2 separate regions of the Rattus norvegicus genome follow, and region 2 is linked to region 1. Evidence: chromatin contacts called from public Hi-C data. All regions are on one chromosome and are shown on one strand. The core of a region is the stretch at or near the end of the contact, and the rest is flanking DNA. Distances in the headings are between cores, read along the strand shown.

Region 1 (6,648 bases), core at 3,671-6,170:
GCCTGCCATTCCAAGTCGCATGCAGAAATGCTAGCTCTCCCACATAACTGGGGAAGGAGAGCTGGAAGTGACACGGTAGGGAACAGAGGATCTCCACATCCTGTAGGTAGAGCATTAGCATCTCACTTAAAAAAAAAACTAAATCATACACTATCTAGCCTCAACTACTCTGAAGGCTGAGGCCGGAGGATGAACTGCTCTGGGGGAACATATCAATATCCTACCTCAAAGACCACAAATACCAATCTAACTTCCTGAATTCTAGTCCCTCTCCAGCTACTGTCCCTCCTCTCCTTCACAATGACACTCGATGGTCACTGAGTTTATCTTTAGATCTCCTTTCTTTTTTCTTTTCTTTTCTTTTTTTTTTAAGATTTATTTATTATGTATACAGCATTCTACCTGCAGCTATGCCAGATCTCATTACAGATGGTTGTGAGCCACCATGTGGTTGCTGGGAATTGAACTCAGGACCTCTGGAAGAGCAGCCAGTGCTCTTAACTACTGAGCCGGCTCCTCCTCTCCTTTCTTATAGAAAGGATCTCATTGGGGTCAGACTCAAAATAGTCTACAGTGTTACCAAAGTTGGTCACTTATTCAACCCCACTTCCAGCAGCGCCTGTCATCTACTGACTGTCTCAGTGCTCCTGAAACAGCCTCTCCTAGCTCTCTCCAGCTATCTCCTACCAGTGTTCAGTGAAGACAATGGAGCTCTGCCTCCATCCCTACTAACCCACCTTAGCAGAGCAATGGCATATAGCCCTGAGAATGTTTTCTTCCTGAAACTGGGCTCTTCCCCAGCCTCCACATTTGACTACCTTTCAACCTGATGCCTTCTCTTGGGCTTTCTCTGGTTTCTAAACCTCCAGTGTCTACACTCTGACTTCTGCTCAATCTGCCCCTTCCATGGTGAAATCTCTACCACCTGCATTTGTTCGGGCTGTAATCGTCCACTAACCCCTCACTTCCTTACTATTCACGTCTCACATCCAATGTGCTACAGGCCGTTGTCCTGCACCCTGCTCCTGTCTCAGAACCTCAAGGCTCCCCTCTACTGCTATATCTCAAGGCACAAGGGTGACAATCTTCTAACCTGTCTTCATACTCCCTTCCTCATCTGCTTTTCGACAAAGCCAACAGGCTGACCCTTTCAAAGCATAAATGAAATGGCGACTTTCTATTGTAAAGCCTTCAAGGCTCTCCAGTCCCCTCCTACTAGCACTCTTCCCGGAGTATGTAGATGAATTATCCGGAACACTTGAGTCGCTTACTAGACAATTGTGGTGAATATTCTTGGCCAGAGAGTGGCACTATTAGAAGGTGTGGCCTTGTTGGAGTAGGAGTGGTCTTGTTGGAGGAAGTGTGTCACTGTGGGGGTGGGATTTAAGAGACCCTTCCTCCTAGCTGCCTGGAAGAAAGTATTCTTCTGTTTCCCTTCAGAACAAGAAGTAGAACTCTCAGTTCCTCCAGCGCCATGCCTGCCTAGATGCTACTACTATGCTCCCACCTTGAGGATAATGGACTGTACCTTTGAACCTGTAAGCCAGCCCCAGTTAAATATTGTCCCTTAAAAAAGTTGCCTTGGTCATGGAGGTCTCCTCACAGCATGAAACCCTAACTAAGAAAACAATTGAGCTCAACCATTCCCATCACCCCTTCTAAGAGCTGGCTGTTCCCAGAGGCCAGTGCTCTACTCGCTCCTTGCAAGCTTTAAGCTTCAAGACTGCTAAAGCTACAGCTAGGCAGTGCTGTCAGCCCCGGGGCACTAAAGTCTAACTGATATTCAGCATAAGGAAGTCTAAGGCAACCCGGCCAGCCACAGTGCTTGGAGAGGACCTGCATCATCTCATGTGCATCCCAGAATAGATGCTACACTGTTTACAGAGGGGAATAGCCTAGTAGCGAAAGGAGATCAACCAAGATCATTGGTCCAGTCAGGAGCAGACCCAAGGTTCAAGTTTGGGTCTGTTACCCCCAAGTCCATGTCCTGGCTTGAGAGGTTGTATAGAGTATTTCACTTATAGATGGGCAGAATCAGTATTATGAAGAAATCTGTAGGGCTAGAGAGATGGCTCAGTGGTTAAGAGCACCGACTGCTCTCCCAGAGGTCCTGAGTTCAAATCCCAGCAACCACATGGTGGCTCACAAGCATCTGTAATGGGATCTGATGCCCTCTTGTGGAGTGTCTGAAGACAGCTATAGTGTACTTATATAGAATAAATAAATAGATCTTTAAGAAATCTGTACATTGAAACTTTATGTTTAGGAAAAAAATGGTAAAATGGACATGTGATTTACTTTAGAAAACACTGATACCTTCGGACTTTTATTATTTTATAGAGCGCTGAAGAAGGGACTCAGGATATTATGCGCACTGAGCAAGTGCTCTACCAGCGAGCTACACCTCAGCCCCTTCTATCAGACATAAAATGACTATGCTACCCAGACACAAGCCTGCAGCTCTGTACAAGAATAGCTTAGACCCATGTGACTTTTACAATCTCTCATTTTAAGGGAAGTTTCTTAAATAAAATACATCTGCTTGAAGAGATATTTATCTCAAAGTCGGAAATCCAGGAGCTACACAGATGGCTGAGCACTGACTGCTCTTCCAGAGCGCCTGGGTTCAATACCCAGAACCCACACAACAGTTTACAAGTCTGCAATTCAAGTTCTAGGGAATACAATGCCCTCTTCTGCCTTCTAAGGGTGCCAGGACACACAGACGGACAGACTAATAAGCATGCAAAACGCCCATGCTGAAAGATGTCTGGCCACACTGTGAACACCAAGACACTGTTAGCTCAGCCCTTGGCACACAGCTTGAATCCCTCTGGCTGGACTACAGACACGCCCTTAGCACACATCTTTAATCCCAAACAATGAAGGTAAAGATAGTTTGTAAAAGGAAGCACCCATGTTTGAAAATGGTATCTAATTAAGTGGCAGACATGGTGACAAATCAGAGAAAGATTTGACAGAATAGGATACGCCCAACTCTCATTAGAAGAGAGGAAAGGGAGGCTACTTAAGGGGCGGTATAGAGACAGAAGAGAGGCCGTTTTACAGACAGGTTGAAGAGGCAGAAGATTAGAACAGAATACCAGAGTTAGCTGGAGGCCAAACAGAGCAATGCAGAAGCCAGACTGGATCAGTCAGCTGGGAAACACCTTTGATACAGAGCAGCTGAGTTAATCCAACCAGGACAATCCAGAAAGAACTAGAAAGGGTGAGCTTATTCAGTAGCCAAGTCTCAGAGGCTGAAAACATTCTAGGCCTATACTAGATTGTATGGAGGCTAGAAGCTTCCAGGACAAGTTAGCAGATGGAGGTAGTAAACCTTAGAGACAACAATTCCAGCAGAAGAGAAACCAGCATTATGTACCCGTACACATAAAGTAAAATAGGAGCGGCAAAGTCTGGGTAGCTACGGCCTTGGGGATAACCAGGCAGGTGTTAGTCCATCCATCTCCATAGCAACCTGTGGATGCTCCAGTTGGAGAGGTAGCTGAGCGCTGCGTGTTCAAAGCCTGCTTATTTGTGGTCAAAAAGAATAGTGCCAGTGGCTGGCTGCCCTCTTAAGACCCCTTTTCTAACCTCTACCCCTAGCACCTACACAAGGTCTCCTGCTGACACCATCTTCTAATAACAAACCCAGGACCTCTCAGCAGCCATTTTCCATAAACCAACGGAGCAGTCAGAAAGGCTCTGTGATGTACTTCAAGGACGCCACTCTGTTCTAGCCCGCTGCTTCTCTGACATCCCTTCCACTTCCAGATCAGACCATGAGTTTTGTAGGGGGCCTTTCCCAGGTCTGCCCTTTCTATAGATCATCCTCCAAAGTATTCCAGAACCAGAAATCCACCCCCCCCAAGGCACCAGGAGTGTCCAGAACTGCATGTGTCAGCTTGTGAAGGTTTCTCTGTACCTCCCACGAAAAAGAATGCCACCATTACGCCAAGTATTAACACAGATACAATACCACATCCGTGACAGCAGAACAAAGGTCTGCTCTCTGTCTTAAAACTTGGTGTGTATGTGTGTGTGGCGGAGGGAGGATGTCTGATTTCTTCGTGAGTAGAAGACATTTGTTCTTTCATTGGGACGGGTCTCAGAGGAACGATGTCTGTAAGTGCACAGGGTGACTGTGAAAGTCAGCTCCACCTAGACACTACCTGAGTTTAGAACTGTTCTTCGGCTAATACCCTGGGAAACCTCTAGCATACCACTCAAGTCCTGGGAACTCCTGGACCGGTGGGGCAGGGTGCAAAGAGGATTAAATGTTCCTGGCATTATCACACAGATGTCATAGACTTTGATTCAGGCACTTCATGAAATAGCTTGGCTGACACCTGACCCCACCTAAGAATCCTCCTTCAGGCCATATGGAGCTGATTGTGCCCAACACATATCTTCAACCCCTGAAACACTGGGGGTGCCTGCACTACATCTCCTCCGACAGAGACCGAAAGGTCTAAGGGAAGGCAGGAGGGCAAGGTACACGCCGAACAGCAGCGTTGTGCGCACCTGCACACCATCACCTGAGCAGCTAGCCTTCAAGCAGCCGCTCGCAGGCCTGACCCGCAGGCTGCAAAGCTGAGTGTGCAGCGCTTGAGGGCCTCTATGTCCGCGGAAGACCGGTCCAAGCATCAGTTCCGCGAGAAGATGCAAGGCTCCGGCCCGAACCAAGCGAGGAGTTGCGGACACCCGCAAAAGCGAAGTGCAGCCGGCCCGGGACACCAATCAACTCGCTGAGCCCGGCCGACCAGGAGCCCGCCCACCTGCGCGAGCCGCGCTGCCTCACTCACCCGGAGCCCGGCGCCGAGAGGACAGCGCGGAACCAAGCCGAGCCGCATCCAGGCGCGCAACCCCGGGCAGCCACAAAGCCCGCACCGCCGCCGCACGCCCCAGCCGGAAGCTGCCCGAGGCTCCGCCCGGAGGACATCCGTAGGCACTCTAGGATAAGAATGGGGGCCGGGGCCGTCTCCATGTCACAGACTTCCGGGCCAGATTCCTGCGGTCAGCTGGAGGACCCAGTGCGCAGACGCGGGGGCTGAGCGCTCTGTTTGCGCACGTGAATGGTTCGGCGGAGCTTTTGGTTTTGGGCTTTATCATTATTGTATACCTGTGTATGCCTATGGTGGAAGGACAACTTTGAGCCACTGTGCCTAAGACACAGCATCTTTGTAATAACCCCTGGAGACTCAGAGTAGTGAAGTCAAGGCAGTTTATTTTACAACCTTGCAAAGTCAGGTGAGAGCCTAGAATGCCAAACTCACTGATCGAGGCAGAGCCTTATTGTGTTTTAGTGTTTTGCATGCGCGTAGTGCACCATGTGTGTGCTTGGTGTTCCTGGGGGCCAGGAGAGAGCCTGGAAATGGAGTTGTACACACAGTCCTTAGCTGCCATGTGGGTGCTGGAAATCAAACCAGGACCCTTTGGAAGAGCACCAACTGCTTGCTCTTAACCCTGAGTAATTTCAGCTTCATGGAAGGTACAACCTCAAGAGTTAACTAGGTCTTCACAAAAAACTGTGGGTTTATCTCTATATTTTATATCCAGTTTTTAAAAAAAAAAAAACCTGCCACTGAAACTGCACATTCACCAATGTCCTCTCCTAGTCTCTCCAGTGCCAAGTCTCAGGTGCTTGCTATGAACCCTTCGTGCCTTCAAAGCCAGTACCACGTGGGTGACATCTATGCTACCAAGTTCAGCTGCTAGCATGAGGTATAACCTTGGCTGCTTCTGGAACACAGTTTCTGGGTAGCTCTTAAGAAATACTTAGAAGATTTTACCTCAATGATTCTAGTTTCTTCTTAATCACCACTAATTTCTCAGCTGCAGCTGACCAGCATCGAGTGTCACAGCAAAGCAAAGGTCTCACTTTAGTAGTTCTGGTATTCTTCAGCCTCTGCTAATCTGAATCTTAATTCAAACAAAGAAATGGCCCCAATAGAATCTTTAAGCTTCCCTGTGACACTTACCAAGGCAGATTTCCATCTTTGTCACTGCCTTCAACAGTCTTATGTTCCAAGCTCTCACAGAACAGCTCACTAAGCATTAAACACTTTTCACAACCCTCCCCCAAACAACATTATTTGTCACAGCAACACCCCACAATTCTAGGACCAATTTGTCTTGAAGCTCCTACTGCTTCAATGAAACCCCATATCAAAAACGCAAGTTGGGGGGTAAAGGGCCTATCTGGCTTACACTTTCTTGACACTGTTCATGACTGAAGGAAGTCAGGACAGGAAGGGAAACAGGGCCAGAGCCTGGAAGCATGAGTTAATTCAGAGGCCATGGAGGGGTACTGCTTACTGGCTTGCTCTACATGGTTCAATCACGTTTCTTTCTTATGGAATCCAGGACCATCAGCACTGGATGCCACCACTTAAAATGGACTAGGTCCTTCCCTATCAATCACCAAGAAAATGCCCTACAGGGCTGGAGAGATGGCTCAGCAATTAAGAGCACTGTCTGTCCTTCCGAAAGTCCTGAGTTCAATTCTTAGCAAGCACATGCTGGTTTACAGCCATCTATACTGGGATCTGATGCCCTCTTCTGGTGTGCAGATGTACATGTGGATAGAGCATGCATATATGTATATGTGTAAAATAAATAAACAGATAAATATTTCGGGCTGGA
Region 2 (7,138 bases), core at 175-2,674, 250 kb before region 1:
TCAAACTCATAGAGATCTGCCTGCCTCTGCATCTGGAGTGTTGGGATTGAAGGTGTGTACCACGTCTAGCCAGTGGCTAGTCTCCATGGACATCTCCTCAAAAGAACAGGGTTTCTTAGCTTTATCCTGTGGAACTGCACCTGCAAGATGGGACATTCCTCAGCCCAACCTCTTAAATCCACCAGTTACAAAGACAATCGTTTATCTTCAGGAGCTCTGGGAAGCCAACCATAATCTGTAAACTGACATACAGGGGGAGGAGGGAGAGTGAATCTTTTATCTGTCTTTTTTTCTTCTTTCTCTCTGAGAAGGTCTTAGTACATATAGGCTGGCCTTGAACTCATTCTGTAGCCCAAGCTGGCCTAGTGTGTGATCCTCCTGCTTCAGCTCTCCACATGCTGGGATTACAGGCATTCATCACCATGATGATTCATAACCCTACATACCCCTTTGCTAACTGGGCCTCTAGGTACCCAAATGCTGGGATAGGGACATTTCTGTCTATGAGAAAGTAACAGATTGGGCACATCAAGCGTATTGGATGGTTCCTACCCCCATCAGAACCCTGCTTGCTGAATTCACCAGCCTTGATTCTCACACATTCCAAAGCCTGTCAGGGGAAAAGTCTGAACCCCCCAAAATGACAAGAGTCAGTAGGATATCCAGGAGGGTGGACCCACATCAAGAGGGGGCATTCGCTGTAGGGCTGGTGATGGGACCACCACTTAAAGGACTATTAACCACACAAGGTCAGAGAATAATGGATGGGGGTCATTAAGAACACTAGGCTCTTCTTCCCCTCCCTGCGCTCCTCTTTCAGGTTTGGTCAGAAGACGCTGGACCCTGGGGACATTGAATGGCCAGGCTACTGGCTGGGCCCCTGTCTTCACCCTCACATCTCACCAGTTGAGGCCTTGCCTGGCCCTCCTTGAAGACAGGGGCTGCAAGGGGCAGATTCTAGCTATGCTAGAAACTCTTCAAATTTCTTCCCTGGTGGTCTTAGAAGCCAGCTCAGAGCTGTTCCAGGGAGGACCACTAGGCCACCGAGCCACAGAGACACAGAGCCATGAAGCCACGGAGCCTTGGAGCCGCAGAAGCCGCCTCTAAGATGCACTGCCGTGTCAACGATTTCTCCCTTAGATAGTTGTTTCGTAATCTCATGTGTGTATTTTTTTTTTTTTTGGTTCTTTTTTTCGGAGCTGGGGACCGAACCCAGGGCCTTGCTCTTCCTAGGTAAGCGCTCTACCACGGAGCTAAATCCCCAGCCCCTCATGTGTGTATTTTAACAAAGCAGCCAGGAGCTGTTACGAGACTCTTCCAGCAGATGGCAGCAAAGGCTCTTGTTCCGATTAAATCACCGCCTCATGGCTCGTGCATGTTGCAACAGAAGAAAGAGGGTATTGTGTTGGATCTGAGAGGAGCCACCTCAGTTCTCGCAGGACCAAAGGCCTGGGCAGCCTGACATCATCTCAGACAACCCGTGCCCTTGACACTGGAACACACAGCTGACCAGGGTCTCTGAAGAGACGTCGCTGTCTGGGGACAGCAAACAGACAATGCGTGCATCCTGAAACTTAATCTCCTCAATCATAAATTCCTAATCTCCAAACCTGTGGCCACAAGCAGAAAGCTTAGGAAACTCATCGAATAGGAGTTCTTCTAATTGGTGATTTTTCTTTTTATTTAAAGACAGGATCTCACTATGGAAAGCAGAGGGGTCCTGAACTCACCTACCTCTGCCTTTTGAGTGCTGAGATTAAAGGCTTGTGCCACCATGCCCCTCCCCCACCACAGACCCTCTTTTTAAAAATATTTTTAGATGTATTTGTGTTTTTCGTGTGTGTGTGTGTGTGTGTGTGTGTTTTGCCTGCATGTATATCTGTGTATCTTTTTTTAAAAAAATATTTATTTATTTATTTAATGTACAGTTCATTGTCGCTGTCCTCAGACACACCGGAAGAGGGCATCAGATCTCATTACAGAATGTTGTGAGCCACCATGTGGTTGCTGGGAATTGAACTCAGGACCTCTGGAAGAGCAGGCAGTGCTCTTAACCGCTGAGCCATCTCTCCAGCCCATATCTGTGCATCTTGTATGTTCTGGTGTTTGTGTAAGTCGGAGGAGTCCCCTAGAACTGGAGTTACAGGTGGTGTGAGCCTCCATATAGGGGCCAAGAATCAAGCCCAGGTCCTCTTAAGCCTGGAGCCATCTTTCTCACCTTGAGTATTTTTTTAAAAGGTAGATCCTGGTTATTTTATATAATATATAAAGGAAAAGGTTGTGCATTTTGTTTTATTCTACTCCCTTTGGACATGGGAGGGCGTGATGAACTGGTCAGAGAGGATGAGCAAAGCCCCCGGCAGCATCAATGGGTGCCCTATAGCCTCTGCCGGTGAACCTGCAGGCCTGATTTGTGTGTCACAGCAAGACTGGACAGGATGTAGGAAAACATTAGGGAGAGAAGGCAGCCCGCATGGTTGGTGCCGTGATCCTCCGTGTCCCTCTCCCACATGACCCTCAGTGTCAGGACCCCACCTCCTAAGGATCTGACATCTCCCTATGCCGTCAGCCCTCAACCCTCCTAACGCTGTGACCCTTTAATGTCGTGGTGACCCCCAACCATAATGAATCTCATTACTGCTTTGTAACTGTGATTTTGCTACTGTTATGACTTGTGACGCAAATACCTGCGTTTTCCGATGGTCTTAGGTGACCTCTGTGAAAGGGTTGTCCAACCCCCAAAGAGGTCACGGACCACAGGTTGAGAGCCTGTGCCCTCTGATGTCATCTGTTGAGAATATCTCAGATGAGAGAATTCCTGTGCCTAAATTAAAAAAAAAATGCTTGCACATGAATTGTAAAACTGTAAGTGTGCTACCTCTGAGCTTCCCGCCCCAGCCCCTGTCCTGCCCAGCCATGCACTTCTTTCTTACCCTTTGGCTATGCAAAGCTATTGCAACAGTGTATTCATTGTGTTTGGAAGAGACCCGAAGGTTTTTCCCACATGGTCTTAATAAAATTATTTTATTGATCTGTGGGAATATACAAATAAAATGTCCTTATGGAAATTCTGCTAGGACATGTACTGGGAAGTGCCCACATTCCCTAACATTTCAGTGCAAGAGAGCTTGACGGTACCCATTGGCTGGTGCCCGCGTCAGCTTTCGGAGGGTGAATGTCCAGGACTGTGAAGACACCCAAGCAAACAAACCTGTGAGGTGGGGAGAGTACTTTTCACTCGGCAGAGAATACAGTGGAATTTAACGACGTGGAACCATGTTACGAAAGCAGAACCATCCTCCACACCGTGTCTCATTCTTCCTGCTTGGGGTACGCGTCATGAGGTCAAGACTCTTAGTGGGGTTTGAATAGATATGGCTCCTATAGACTCATGTGTTTGAATTCATGGCCCATGGGGAGTGGCACTATTAGAAGATATGGTCTTCTTGGAGGAAGTGCGTCACTGTGGGGGTGGACTTTGAGGTCTCCTATGCTCAAGCTACGCCCAGTGTGGGACACAGTCTCCTCCTCTGCCTTTGGATCGAGGTACAGAACTCTGGCTCCTCCAGCACCGTGTCTGCCTGCACACTGCCATGCTTCTCACCATGACGATAACGGACTGAACCTCTGAAACCGTAAGCCAACCCCAATGAACTTTGTCCTTTCCAAGCGTTGCCTCAGTCACGGTGTCTGTTCACAGCAATAAAGCCCTAGCTGAGACAACTCTTTCCGTGGCACGAGGTGTAGGGTGGTCACTGGGCCTGTGCAGCGACGCCCCTGTATTCCCAGGCACGGGGCAGAGGGAAGCATTGCCCCGTCCTCTTGTGGTCCACTAGGCTCTGTAGCTGGTAACAGCCAGTGAGGTAATGGTACTCAGAGCCGGGCTAAGCTCTCCTACCCCACCATCAGCCAGGAAGAGCCACACTGCTCTAGATGGCTGGCTAGGTCCTGGAGTAAAGATGGCAGAGCTGAGCCTCAGCCAATCCCTGCAGGCAACAGAGCGAGAAGAAGGCGTAACTCTTCAGTCTCTGGGTATGACGGTTAGTGCTGTCGACATGCCACAACTTAGAGCTCCTCGGGGATCTCATGAAGGGATGGTCTCTATCTTGGTTGGCCTGTGAGCATGCCTGTGGAAGATTGTCTAGATTTGTAATTGGTGTTGGAAGACCCAGCCCACTGTGAGCGGTGCTATTCCTTAGGTAGGGGATCGTGAACTGACCTCTCTCTGCTTTCGATTATATTATAAATAAACTGGGACTCCATGCTTCAGGCTCTCCACATCTTGAGAGCTTCACAGTAAAGAGCTGTAACCTGAACTGTAAGCTAAAATAAACCTATTCTCCCTAAGGTTTTGTTGTTTTATTTATTTATTTATTTATTTATTTATTTATTTAGTGGGTTTTTTAATATGAATACATTGTAGCTGTCTTCAGGCACACCAGAAGAGGCCATCAGATGCCATTACAGATGGTTGTGAGTCACCATGTGGTTGCTGGGAATTGAACTCAGGACCTTTGGAAGAGCAGTCAGTGCTCCTAACCACTGAGCCATCTCTCCGGCCCTAAGATGGATTTTGTTTTGTTTTGTTTTGAAAGAGTTCTATAATAGCAACAGAAATGAAACTATGGCACAGGGGTGTTTGGCAAGTGTGGCACAACCAAGTCTGTCCCAATGTGATGGAGATTGGTGCCAGAAGTGGTGCTGCCGTAACCAACCCCACGTGACTGTAACCTCAGGACTCACAGCCAGGCACCAGCCTTCAGTGGTTAGAAAGGGAGGGGGATCCATGTTATGCAAAGCACTTGGCAAGATAGCAAGGAAGCAGGCTGAGTATCTCCTGACCTTGTGGCCCAGGGAGGAGGACACCAAGGGTTTCTGCTTCTTTTCTGGGCACTCGCTGGGTGAGCTGTGCTCAACTGCAGCAAGGACAGGCAGGGACGAAGGAACCCTGGGTGACTGTGGTCTCGTTGTTAAAATCGCTGTCTTATGTTAAATAAACTAAGGGGGTTGGTAGGGAGATGGCTCACTGTGCAAAAAACTTGCTGCATAAGCAAAACAACATTAGTTGGGACCCCCCAAAACCCATATAAACACCAGGAAGGTACATCAGCTCATTTGCAATCCTAGCGACATAGAAGGCAGAGATGGGGATCCCCAGAACCAGCTGGCTAGATAGACTAGCCATATCAGAGAGTTATGGTGAGAGACATAAGCTGTATATGGTAGAGAGTGAGGAAGATATCCACCATATGACCCCCACATGCACATATGCACCCACATACATGGGAACACACATACACACATGTGTGCACATTGCAAACATACACAGATTAAAAAATAATAATAAAACACATAGTTTTCCCTTTTTCTTTTTTTCGGAACAAGATCTTACTACACAATCACCCAGAATGCTAGCTAGTTTTTATGTCAACTTGACATAATCTAGGGTCCTATGGGAAGAAGAAGTCCTAACTGAGCAAAATGCCTCCATAGAATTGGCTTGTAGGCAATGCCTGTAGGGCATTGTCTTGATTGATGATTGATGTGGGAGGGCCCAGCTCACTGTAGGTGGTGTCATCAATTAGCTGATGATCCTGATGTTGCAAGAAAGCAGGCTCAGCCATTAAAAGCTCATAACCCAAAAGATAAGAAAGCAGGCTGAGCAAGTCATGAGGGGCAAGTCAGCAAGCAGCATTCCTCTATGGCCTCTGTGTCAGTTCCTGCCTCCAGATTCTTGGCCTGCTTAAGCTCCTGCCCTGACTTCCTTTGATGATGGATTATGGTGTGGGTGTAAGTGAAATAAGCCTTTTCCCTTGTCCGTGTTCCACACCCTCCGTCTCTCTTGTTTCCTGACTGAAAAATCACCGTGCCTTGAGCTGTCTGCAAATGGGTGTCTGTAGCCTTTTCTTAGCAGGTTTGGGGCCAAGCCTGGACCTTGAACATTTCCAGGCACTGACAATTATTCAAGCCATTGGCCAGGACACTGAAAGGACCACCTCTGTCCCTAGTCAGGTTCCGAAGCCTTCATATAAATGCTACCCCGTCCCATCCCTTGCTGGAGACACACCTGATAGGAAATGTTTCTCCTTGTGTTGTTGGTACAAGGGTAAGTTACCAAACCGTGTAAGTGCCTCTGAGAAAGGCTTGGGTTTGTCCAGCGAATCCCACTTGGCTCCTTTCTAGCTTGATTTGGCGCCCTCGGTTAGAGGAAACCCCTGCTGCACCTTTTGAGTTAACCCGTAGTGTGGACTTGGCAGGAAAGACACTGGAATATCCAGTATAAGAAACAGAAAAATTACACTGGGAATGGTGGCAAATGCCTTTCATCCCAGCACTCAGGAGGCAGAGGCAGAGGCTCTGTGAGTTCAAGGCCAGCTGGGTCCACAACTCCCGATCCAGGAGAGCCAGGGCTGTTACACAGAGAAACCTTGTTTGGAGAAACAGACTTTACAAGCAAGCAGACAAAGGTTTGATGAACAGAGTCTCCAAAACCACGATGCACCTTTAAACACAACATGAGCAGAGTAAGGGTCCCCAAATAGAAGACAGTAGCAGGGAAGTTATTGGGAGTGGCAATGGAGAGAAACCCTCGAGTTTGTTAGAATACACTAACCGCATATCCAAGAAGCTCAACTCCAAATAGGATAAATTCAAGGACTGTTGCAACAAAGGCAATAGCCAGCAAATGCGTCTTCTCACCCCAATGAAGACCAAACCCAGAGAAACTTAAGGGAGCGAGGTAGAAGTAACTCCTTCATCAATGAGGTAAGCAATTGGTTTCCGATCAGACAGCAAAGTGGCATGAGGTAACCTTCTTAAAATATGGAGGGGGAAAAAAATAACAGGCAGTCAAGAATTCCATATGCAGCAAAAATTAACTTTCAAAAATGAAAAAAGTTGTGCATACTTTTAGTATAATGAAAATGAAGAGTTTCAAGCTGCCCTCGGTGGGCACGCCTTTGATCCCAACACCTGGGAGGCAGAGGCATGAGGATCTGTGTGAGGCCAGCCTGGTCTACAAGAGAGTTCCAGGCAGCCAAGGCTGTTACACAGAGAAAGTCTGTCTTGAAAAGAAAAGAAAGGGGCTGGAGAGATGGCTCAGAGGTCAAGAGCACTGGCTGCTCTTCCAGAGGTCCTG

What was found. A called contact is a pair of places that touch in the nucleus more often than the background predicts.
Region 2: a Hi-C map of hepatocytes shows a contact between it and region 1, with 2.5 times the contacts expected there. The contact joins the enhancer-like site here to the promoter of Zfp623 in region 1. A contact is called at or near these places in 3 of 12 Hi-C or Micro-C datasets (frontal cortex, hepatocytes and liver).

The regions. Positions count from the first base shown.
Region 1 is chr7:109,506,318-109,512,965 of GRCr8, reverse strand. Zfp623 (zinc finger protein 623) reads right to left here and starts at 4,920. Exons shown (of 2, transcript NM_001398989.1): 1 at 4,809-4,920.
Region 2 is chr7:109,748,242-109,755,379 of GRCr8, reverse strand. LOC102548374 (a long non-coding RNA gene) reads right to left here. Exons shown (of 5, transcript XR_005487512.2): 5 at 2,950-4,127. Among named protein-coding and RNA genes, the nearest start is that of Dstl1, 15 kb to the right of the region's middle. Within about 2 kb of position 1,424, at least 59 of the 93 cell types and tissues checked have an H3K27ac peak or open chromatin away from gene starts, as enhancers often do. A contact at or near this core is called in hepatocytes and liver, where this site is marked.